Regions from separate parts of the Hordeum vulgare genome. Here all the other regions are linked to region 1. The links are chromatin contacts, called in public Hi-C maps. All regions are on one chromosome and are shown on one strand. The core of a region is the stretch at or near the end of the contact, and the rest is flanking DNA. Distances in the headings are between cores, read along the strand shown.

The links. A called contact is a pair of places that touch in the nucleus more often than the background predicts.
Region 2: a Hi-C map of leaf shows a contact between it and region 1, with 4 times the contacts expected there. The contact joins two enhancer-like sites. A contact is called at or near these places in 2 of 6 Hi-C or Micro-C datasets (leaf and seedling).
Region 3: a contact with region 1 is called in a Hi-C map of leaf, with 4 times the contacts expected there. The contact joins the promoter of LOC123427019 here to the enhancer-like site in region 1. A contact is called at or near these places in 3 of 6 Hi-C or Micro-C datasets (leaf and seedling).

The regions. Positions count from the first base shown.
Region 1 is chr1H:129,178,010-129,180,745 of MorexV3_pseudomolecules_assembly, reverse strand. No RefSeq gene overlaps it. Among protein-coding and RNA genes, the nearest start is that of LOC123426992, 310 kb to the right of the region's middle. Within about 2 kb of position 1,400, at least 2 of the 3 cell types and tissues checked have open chromatin away from gene starts, as enhancers often do. A contact at or near this core is called in leaf, where this site is marked.
Region 2 is chr1H:129,861,735-129,864,434 of MorexV3_pseudomolecules_assembly, reverse strand. No RefSeq gene overlaps it. Among protein-coding and RNA genes, the nearest start is that of LOC123397558, 11 kb to the left of the region's middle. Within about 2 kb of position 1,439, at least 3 of the 3 cell types and tissues checked have open chromatin away from gene starts, as enhancers often do. A contact at or near this core is called in leaf, where this site is marked.
Region 3 is chr1H:129,918,350-129,921,141 of MorexV3_pseudomolecules_assembly, reverse strand. LOC123427019 reads left to right here and starts at 1,502. Exons shown (of 2, transcript XM_045110953.1): 1 at 1,502-1,807; 2 at 1,902-2,076. The coding sequence starts at 1,502. The coding sequence ends at 2,036. LOC123427009 (MAR-binding filament-like protein 1) reads left to right here. Exons shown (of 3, transcript XM_045110942.1): 3 at 1-355. The coding sequence ends at 102.

The DNA.
Region 1 (2,736 bases), core at 151-2,650:
ATTTAAAAAAATATCAAAATTTGATAAAATACACCTCCTTTCAAAGAAAAAAAATCATATTTTCAAGGATTTTTCACATATTTAAAAAATGTTCATCCTTTTTTTAAATCCTTCAGGAATTCGAAAAGATTTCCGTTTATAAATGTTGCTCGTAAATACAAAAGCTTTTTAAGTTTTGATTTTTTTAAAGCAGTAACCTTTTAGAAAAAAGAGAAAGATGAAGACACAAGAAAATAAAGAACAGGAGAAAAAATAAAAAAATAAAAAAATAAAATGGAAAAGAAGTAACTAAAGTGAAAAAGTGGGAAAAAAGAGAAATAAAAGTGAAAGCTTAACTCGGCCAGCCCGGCCATTTTGCCATGCCCCTACCTGTGCGAAGCGGCGACAATTTGCCGCAGAGAAAGCCTATTCGCTGGTCGTTGCGAAAACAGTGTTGGGCTTCACACAGGATACGATTGTGCCCGCTGTGCACGGCTTGCTTAACGTTCCATCGCCCCTGATTTTCCAGCCAGTTTTTTCGGTTTCAGAAAACTTCTAAAAGATTCTATGAACCGGTTTTTCTTTCATTTTTAATTTTTTCTTGTTTCTTTTTTTTTCTTCTATGTTTCAGTTTAAAAAATATTTTGGAATTTCAAGAATTTTTCTGAATGCTCTGATTTTCGAAAAATGGTTGTAATATTTAAAAATTCTTCTTCAGATTCATAAAATATTTTTTCTTTTCAAACAAATGTTCTGGATTTGCAAAAAAAATCTTCAAATTTGAAATATGTTTTTGCTTTTAAAAAAATGGTCTGGATTTTCAAAAAAAAACTCGTGATTTTCAAGAACTGTTATGTGTTATAGAATATTGTTCTTGAAATTTGATTTTTTTTTTTGCTTTTTGTAAAAATGTCCTAATTTCAAATTGTTGTCGTTTATCACAATTGTTCATAACAACAAAAAATATTCGAGATTTTACAAAAATGTTAGATTTTCCAAAAATGTTCAGTATTTTCAAAAAAGGTTTGATATTTTCATAAAATGTTCGAAATATCAAAAGAGAAACAATTTCTTAACTAAGTTTTTGTTTGCGAATTGTTCTTGAAATTTATGAAATGTTCTTGCTTCTAAAAAATAGTAAAATTTTAAAAACTTGTTGTTTTTCAAACTTCATTCATGAATTCAAAAATGCTCTGAATTTTCAAAAAATATTCTTCAAATTCAAAAAATGTTTTTGCTTCAGATATGCAAAGAAAAGAAAAACGGACCAAAAATTAAAAAAAAGGAAACAAGTAGAAAAGAGAAACAGAAGAAAAGAAAAAATGAGAAACATTAAATTTTTTGAGACGAAAAACAAGCTGGGCTGGCCAAGTTAGGGCGAGCCCCGTGTGTGTGCTAGCCCTTCCCTGCCGCAAAATGCTATTTGACGCATTGTGCCAAGTCTTGTCGGAGACGATCGATCTGGCACAGTTAGCGCGCTTGCACTGTCCAGTTTTGGGAATCTTTCGCAGCAGGTTTTTTCTCGTTTTGTTAAACTTCTAGAAGGTCCCTTGAAGCAGTTTTTTTTTTCTTTTTTTCTTTTTTTCTTACCATATCTGTGCCAAAAAATGTTTTTGGATTTTCAAAAAAATATATTTTTAAAAAATGTTCTGTATTTTTCAAATATTGTTCTCGGTTTCATAATTTGTTCTTACTATTCAAATTTGTTTTCCTTTTCAAATTTTTTTCTCAATATTCAAAAAATGTCTGTGCTTTACTAAATTGTTTGCGCTTTCAAATTTCTTCAGCTTTTTCAAAATAGTTCTCGGTTTCAAAATCTCATCTCAAAATTCGAGAAATGATTGTGCTTTAAAAATTTGATCGCTCTTGTAAATTTGTTAGGACTTTTTCAAATTTGTTCTCAGTTTCAAAATTTCTTCGCAAGATTCAAAAAATATTCATAATCCAAAAAATTGTTCTCATTTCAAAATTTGTTCACGTTTCTCTAAAATTGTTCACGGTTTTATAATTTATTCTCAAAATTTAAAAAATGTTTGTGCTTTAAAATTTTGTTTGCGCTTTCAAAATTGTTCTCCTTTTCTCAATTTTGTTCCCACGATTCGCTTTACAAAATTGTCCGCGCTTCCACAATTGTTCACGTTTCTCAGTTTCAAATTTTATTCTCAAAATTCCAAAAATTGTCGTGCTTTAAAAATTTGTTCACGCTTTCAAATTTGTTTGGTTTTTCAAAAAGTTTCTCCTCTTCAAAATTTTGTTCTAAAGATGAAAAAAATATTCATGCTTTAAAAAAATGTTCGCGTTTCCAAATTTGTTCCAGTTTTTTTTAAATTGTTCTCGGTTTTAAATTTTGTCCTCAAAATTCAGAAAAATGTCCGAGCTTTATTTTTTTTCGGGCTTTCAAATTTGTTCGCGGTTTTTCTAACATTTTTCGTGATTCCTCGATGTTTGAGAGCAGTTTCAGAAATGATGCCCACATGACAAGCTGCAGCGAGCATATTTTCGTGACTTTTTCTAAACCGCTCGTCAGAATTAAGCAAATGATATGACATTGGAAAGATATCGTCGATTCGCATCTTTTTCATGTAGATTACTCTTTTGAATTCCTTACGATTTGAGAGTAATTTCGAATTTCATGAAAAATATAATTCTTTTTTTCAAAAAAATCGTTTTTTTAACTGTTTTCGCTGCAGCTTTTAAACCGTTCGTGAGAACGAGGCGTATGATATAGCGTTGAAATCTGAGGAATAAGCTCACCTT
Region 2 (2,700 bases), core at 190-2,689, 680 kb before region 1:
AGAAACATAATGTATGTGAAAATAAATAGTACACTAAGACCTCCTTTGGTTTACATGAATTTTATTGGAATTCCCAAGGATAGAAAACTCTATAGGAAATTTCCTTTGAAGCTTTTTAGTTTGTAGAAATAGAATCATATAGGAACCAATCCTGTGTATTTCAAAGAAGAAAAAACAATAGTCTAGATCCAATAAAACAAATCCTATCCTAGAAATGAAATGACGCCTCTTTTTATATATGATTTGAAATGTATGTCATTTCATTTTCAATGATTTTTTATTTACACAAAATTCCTTTCTTATGAAACCAAATGAGGTTAACTTAGGAATACAAGCACACATCCCGCATAAGCCCGTAAAAGCATGATGTTAGTATAAACTAAGCTAAATCTGGATGAAAGAATTATAACTAATTTGATTTTTTTTTACTTGAAAGCAGGGCGGTTCGGACGCCTCTCTCCATCCCTAGTATAAGTTCATGTAATTAGGAACAATTGTAATCCTGACATAAGTTGACATAAGCTACTTTCACCTCTCAAAAGTCAAACACTAATTTACTGTAGTTCTAAAAGCTAGATCAGCAGAGAAGGAGCCCCATGATTTTTTTTTTGAAACAAAGCAAGAGATTTACCATTTTTATTAACTAAAAAGAAGATTTAGACAAACGTCGCAAAACACCGAGATGAACAAAGAAAGTCTACTCACGCGACATCAGGATGCTCAAGTGGCTGGCCCAACCAAATCCCACAGATGGGCTTCCTCTTTGATTCTCATGACAACGATTGCGGTCCGGGCCATAGTGCTTCGGAAAATCCTAACATTTGATTTCTTTCATATTTCCTAAGAGACCAACATCATCGCACAAGCAATGACCTTTCTGCAATGGCCAGTCATGTACACCGTCTTTTACCGTCAAATTCGAACAGAACCTTCATTTTGTAAAGTCATTGACGAGTAGCCGTAGATGCTGAGTCAAACGGTGATCTCGTTCCAAACTCAATCTCGTTCAAAATCTCATTCGAAGTCATTTCGCCAAGTCATGGGATTATATTTTATTAAGAGAGAAATGTGAGACGCTGAATTCAACTGTTTTTCTTTTTCTTTTGAGGGGTCGCCGAATTCAACTGATGAGGGGTCGAACACAGGCCGGCGAGGGGACACAGCAGCAATTCTACAAAATACAGGTTTCTCAAAAGAACAAAAAAAAAAAAATACAGGCACGTTCACGCTGAGAAACTTCCTTTCTGTGTCGTTGTTTGAAGGGTGAAGACTAACAATTCATTTCCAATACCGGAAGAGTTACCGTACAAATACGAAACCATTTTAAGCTGGATGGACGCACGAGTGGGCGGAGACAAAAAAGCGATTGCTGCGAAAAGGACATGTGTGTAATCCAAAGAAGTGTCCAGCTAATGAATGGCTGGCTTGCATTCGTGTGGACGCCGACTCCCTTTCCCGGTGCCATTTTGCTTTGGCATTGATCTGGGCCAAGCATGTCTCCATCTCCCAAAATATTGGCACAAGTATAATAATCGTAGGATTTCCGAACTAGTAAGACTCAAATCAACCTACGAAGGTACCAAGAGCATCTCTAGCAGACCTATATAAAGACGCGACTCACATAATAACCGTTAAAATATGGATCGATGTAGAAAATGTTGTTCAATCAAACTCTGTAAACGCGTCTGACCCGTAAAATATTTGGAGGTGCGCGGAAAAATCCCATCCCCGACTCACGAAAACACAGGTTTTCGCCTCGCCCCTACGGTGCCCCGTATCTCAGGAAAGCGGTTGATGGGAGGGACATTTGAGCCCGCGCCCTTTCCCCACCCCCTTCCGCCGTCTTCCGTCATTGGTTTCGCCCGTACACCGCCGGCGGTTCCGGCCAAATCTGCGGGCGGAATCGCATCGCGTGGGTGCCCCTGCCTCTCCCACCGAGCCACTGCACCGGCTCTCCGAGTCCGCCAATCCACCGCGCCTGAAGAGCCACCTCCGGAGATGGAATTGAGCCCGTGCGAGAAGTTTTTGCTCGACGATTCATCCGATTCAGACGACTCGGATGTTGAGACAATGCTTCTCACTTTCGCCAGCATACGTTGGTGATGACCCTTGCCGTGAAGGACCAGGAAGACGAGAACCAAAAGAGACGGCGAGGATCGACCATCGACCGTCTTTGCATCTCTCGAAATCGCCATCTCGGGAACGAGATGTTGATGCAAGACTATTTCGCGACAATGCAACATATGCGCCACACCTTTTCCGGAGAAGGTAATGTATGCGCCGATCCCTCTTTGTGAAAATTGTTCAAGTTTGCGAGGGCAATTGTCGGTATTTTACTCAAAGAAGAAATATCGCGGGCTTGAAGAGATTTAGCGCATACCAAAAAATCTCGCAGTTATGCGGGTAATTGCATACAGCATTCCGGCTGACTATGCCGATGAGTACCTTCGCATTGGTGAAGATACTATAATTGAGTCAGTGCGTAGGTTTGCCAAAGTGATCATCCGTGTCTTTGGTCCTGAATATCTTCGGGCACCGAACGAGGAAGACACAAAAAATTGATGGCATCTAATTATAGAAGAGGTTGGTCTGGCATGCTAGGAAGCATAGATTGTCTGCATTGGACTTGAAAAAATTGCCCGAAGACATGGCAGCAAATGTATTGTGGCAAGTCTCATGATGCAACAATTCTGCTAGAGG
Region 3 (2,792 bases), core at 253-2,752, 740 kb before region 1:
CCTCTGGAAGATCGTGTTCCAAATACCAGTAGTACTGATGCTGTACCTCCTCGTTCTGCTAAGAAGATCTATAGGAGAAGAAAAGACAGACCATCAACATAAGCATTATCAGAACATGTGATCTACCATCAATCTTCCATTTGCTCTCATTTCCAACATTTGAATGGTAGCACTTTATAAGAAATGTTTTTGTTTAACTTCCAACATTTGAAAGCTAGCATATTAGACTACTCTAGATTATGAGGAATTGCAAATGTATGTTTATCTGTGTACAAATGTGTTGTTGTCTTGAGTGTGTCATGAATTATAATATGGCGACTCATGCTATCTTCTTACTAAAACACTTCAAACTGCACGTGCAATCTGCTTATCCAGCATTAGGAATGCTTCTATTCTGGTACTGTTTACTTTTCTGTCTCATGTTCTGCATTTTTATCATGAACCTACATTCTCCTGATTCATTTAACTCAAGTGCGAATTATGAGATGGCGGGAGGAAGTTTATTAATGCCTTGACATCTTCTGCTTGATTTGTGAGCATTGGGATTTTGAGAAAGAACAAAGTTCCCAGACTTCGGGAGTCAAAAGGTATGCAGTTTCCTTTCACCTCCCATTCCCCCCAAAACATATGGTGCTGCAAAAACTTGGTCTGCTGCTGCTTATATATGAAAACCATTCCAACTATTTTCAATTTTCCATGCTGGGTCTTAGCATACTGTTCTTTCTGTTTTATCACATGCCCTATTGTTATATATTTATCTGCATCTTGCCAGAATCTGGTCTTAAGATTCCAGAATAGTTAGTCTCAATTATCCTTGAATGAATTATTTATGTGTTTCTAAATTGTTAATTTCCCACTGTCTTTTTCCCTGATTACATGTTGTCATTTCATTTGTCAGGAATTTGCTACTCCCTCTGTAAATAAATATAAGTGTTTAGATCACTAAATTAGTGATATAAACGATCTTATATTTCTTTACAACGGAGGGAGTACTTTGATTCAGAAGACTTCTTTTGGTATCTCTCGTCTTCAAAATGACTTGTCTATTCTAGTATGGATGATGCGGATCTGGATAGGCCATCCCTGATTCCATGCGGCCATGGTGTTGTAATTATTGAAAAATTGCACCTATAGTATTTTCACCAGAATGTTTAAATGTAGGACCGCCATACATTTGACCACAGCGCTATGTTAGCATGTGCAACTATGGTTTGGGTTGAACACACCATGTTCAAGTGATTCTCGTTTTCCTTTGTTATCAGGGTGCCTTTAGGTTGCACCCACTTTTGCTGACTTTATTGCAGTTGTACTTCCCAGTTTGTTCTCTTTGAAATGTCCAAATCTTCCACAATGGGCATTGCAAGCACTACCTAGTTGCCATATGAACGTATGGTAAACCTGACAAATAATATGCCCCTTCCATATCGACAAGGGCAGTCTATCTCTGTGGAAGGAATGGAAGGAGGCAAGATCATTTCCTATCTTACCTGAATTGTAACTAATGGGTACCGCTCTCTGGATGTATAGATGGGGCGTACTGAAGCCGATGGCCAGGAGAGGAGATTCTGTAGAGTGGAATCCGGTTTCACCTGCGAATGGACAACGTGCGCGGTGGCGTGTGGCTCTGGCTGGGCAGGTTTGGCTCGGCGCCGTGGGACGCGGATCGACGGCTGGGAGCAGCGGGCGGCTGGCACATGTTGGGCGCGGGGACTTGCAGGGCGAGGCAGGCATGGCGTCTCCCGAGCGTGAGGTGTGCTGCGGGTGGAGGGCCCTGCTAGTTCTCTGCTCTGCTGCTTCGCCTCGGCTGGTGGGTGGGTGGTTGTCTGCCGGTGCGGGCTATAGCAGGTGGTCGGTACTGTTTAGGAAAAACTGATTCCTTAATCATTCGTTACTGTTTACAGCGATTATATATCGTCCGGACAGACGCGACGCTTTGTGAAGAGACGCCGGTTCCAGAACGACCGGGAGAGGCGTCGGTTGAGGACAGAGCCGTCCGACGGTTGGGAAAAGTAGATTTCCTAATTACATTGGTGTAATAAATCTTAACATTCTCCATAATCTACGCTTGATCATGTAGAATCGTCTCATGATCATCCAGATAGGGCTATCATCTTGAAAAGATTCTCCTTCAAAAAGTTCTTCATGAAAACTTAATGAGAACCTGAAACATAAACTCACAAAGAGATAGCATAATGTGATGTTATTAAGGATATCTTAAGGAAAGACTTCACCTGTTGCCTGCAAGTCTCTAAGTCGCCGCATACCAATTTCATGAACATATTTCTGAAATGTTGAGTTTGGTAGAGACTTAGTAAATAAATCAGCAAGGTTGTCGCATGATTTGACTTGCAGAATGTTTATTTCCCCGCTTTTCTGAAGATTGTGGGAGAAAAACCATTTAGGAGAAATATGCTTAGTGATATTGCTCTTGATGTATCCTGTTTGCATCTCTGCAACACAAGCCGCATTATCCTCATAGATAATGGTGTGTGATTCAATTGAACCAATTTCACATGACTGTTGTATGTGGTTTATCATTTTGCGAAGCTATACACATTCACATGATGCTTCAAATAATGAAATTATTTCAGAATGATTGGTAGATGTAGCCACTAGAGTCTGTTTTGAAGACTTCCATGATATAGCTGTACCACCATGTAGGAACACAAAACCGGTCTGAGATCTGGCATTATGGGGATCAGACAAATAACCGGCATCTGCATACCCAATCATATTAGAGTCCACATTGCTCTGAAGTTGGAAAAATAGGCCTAGATCCTTTGTGCCTTGGA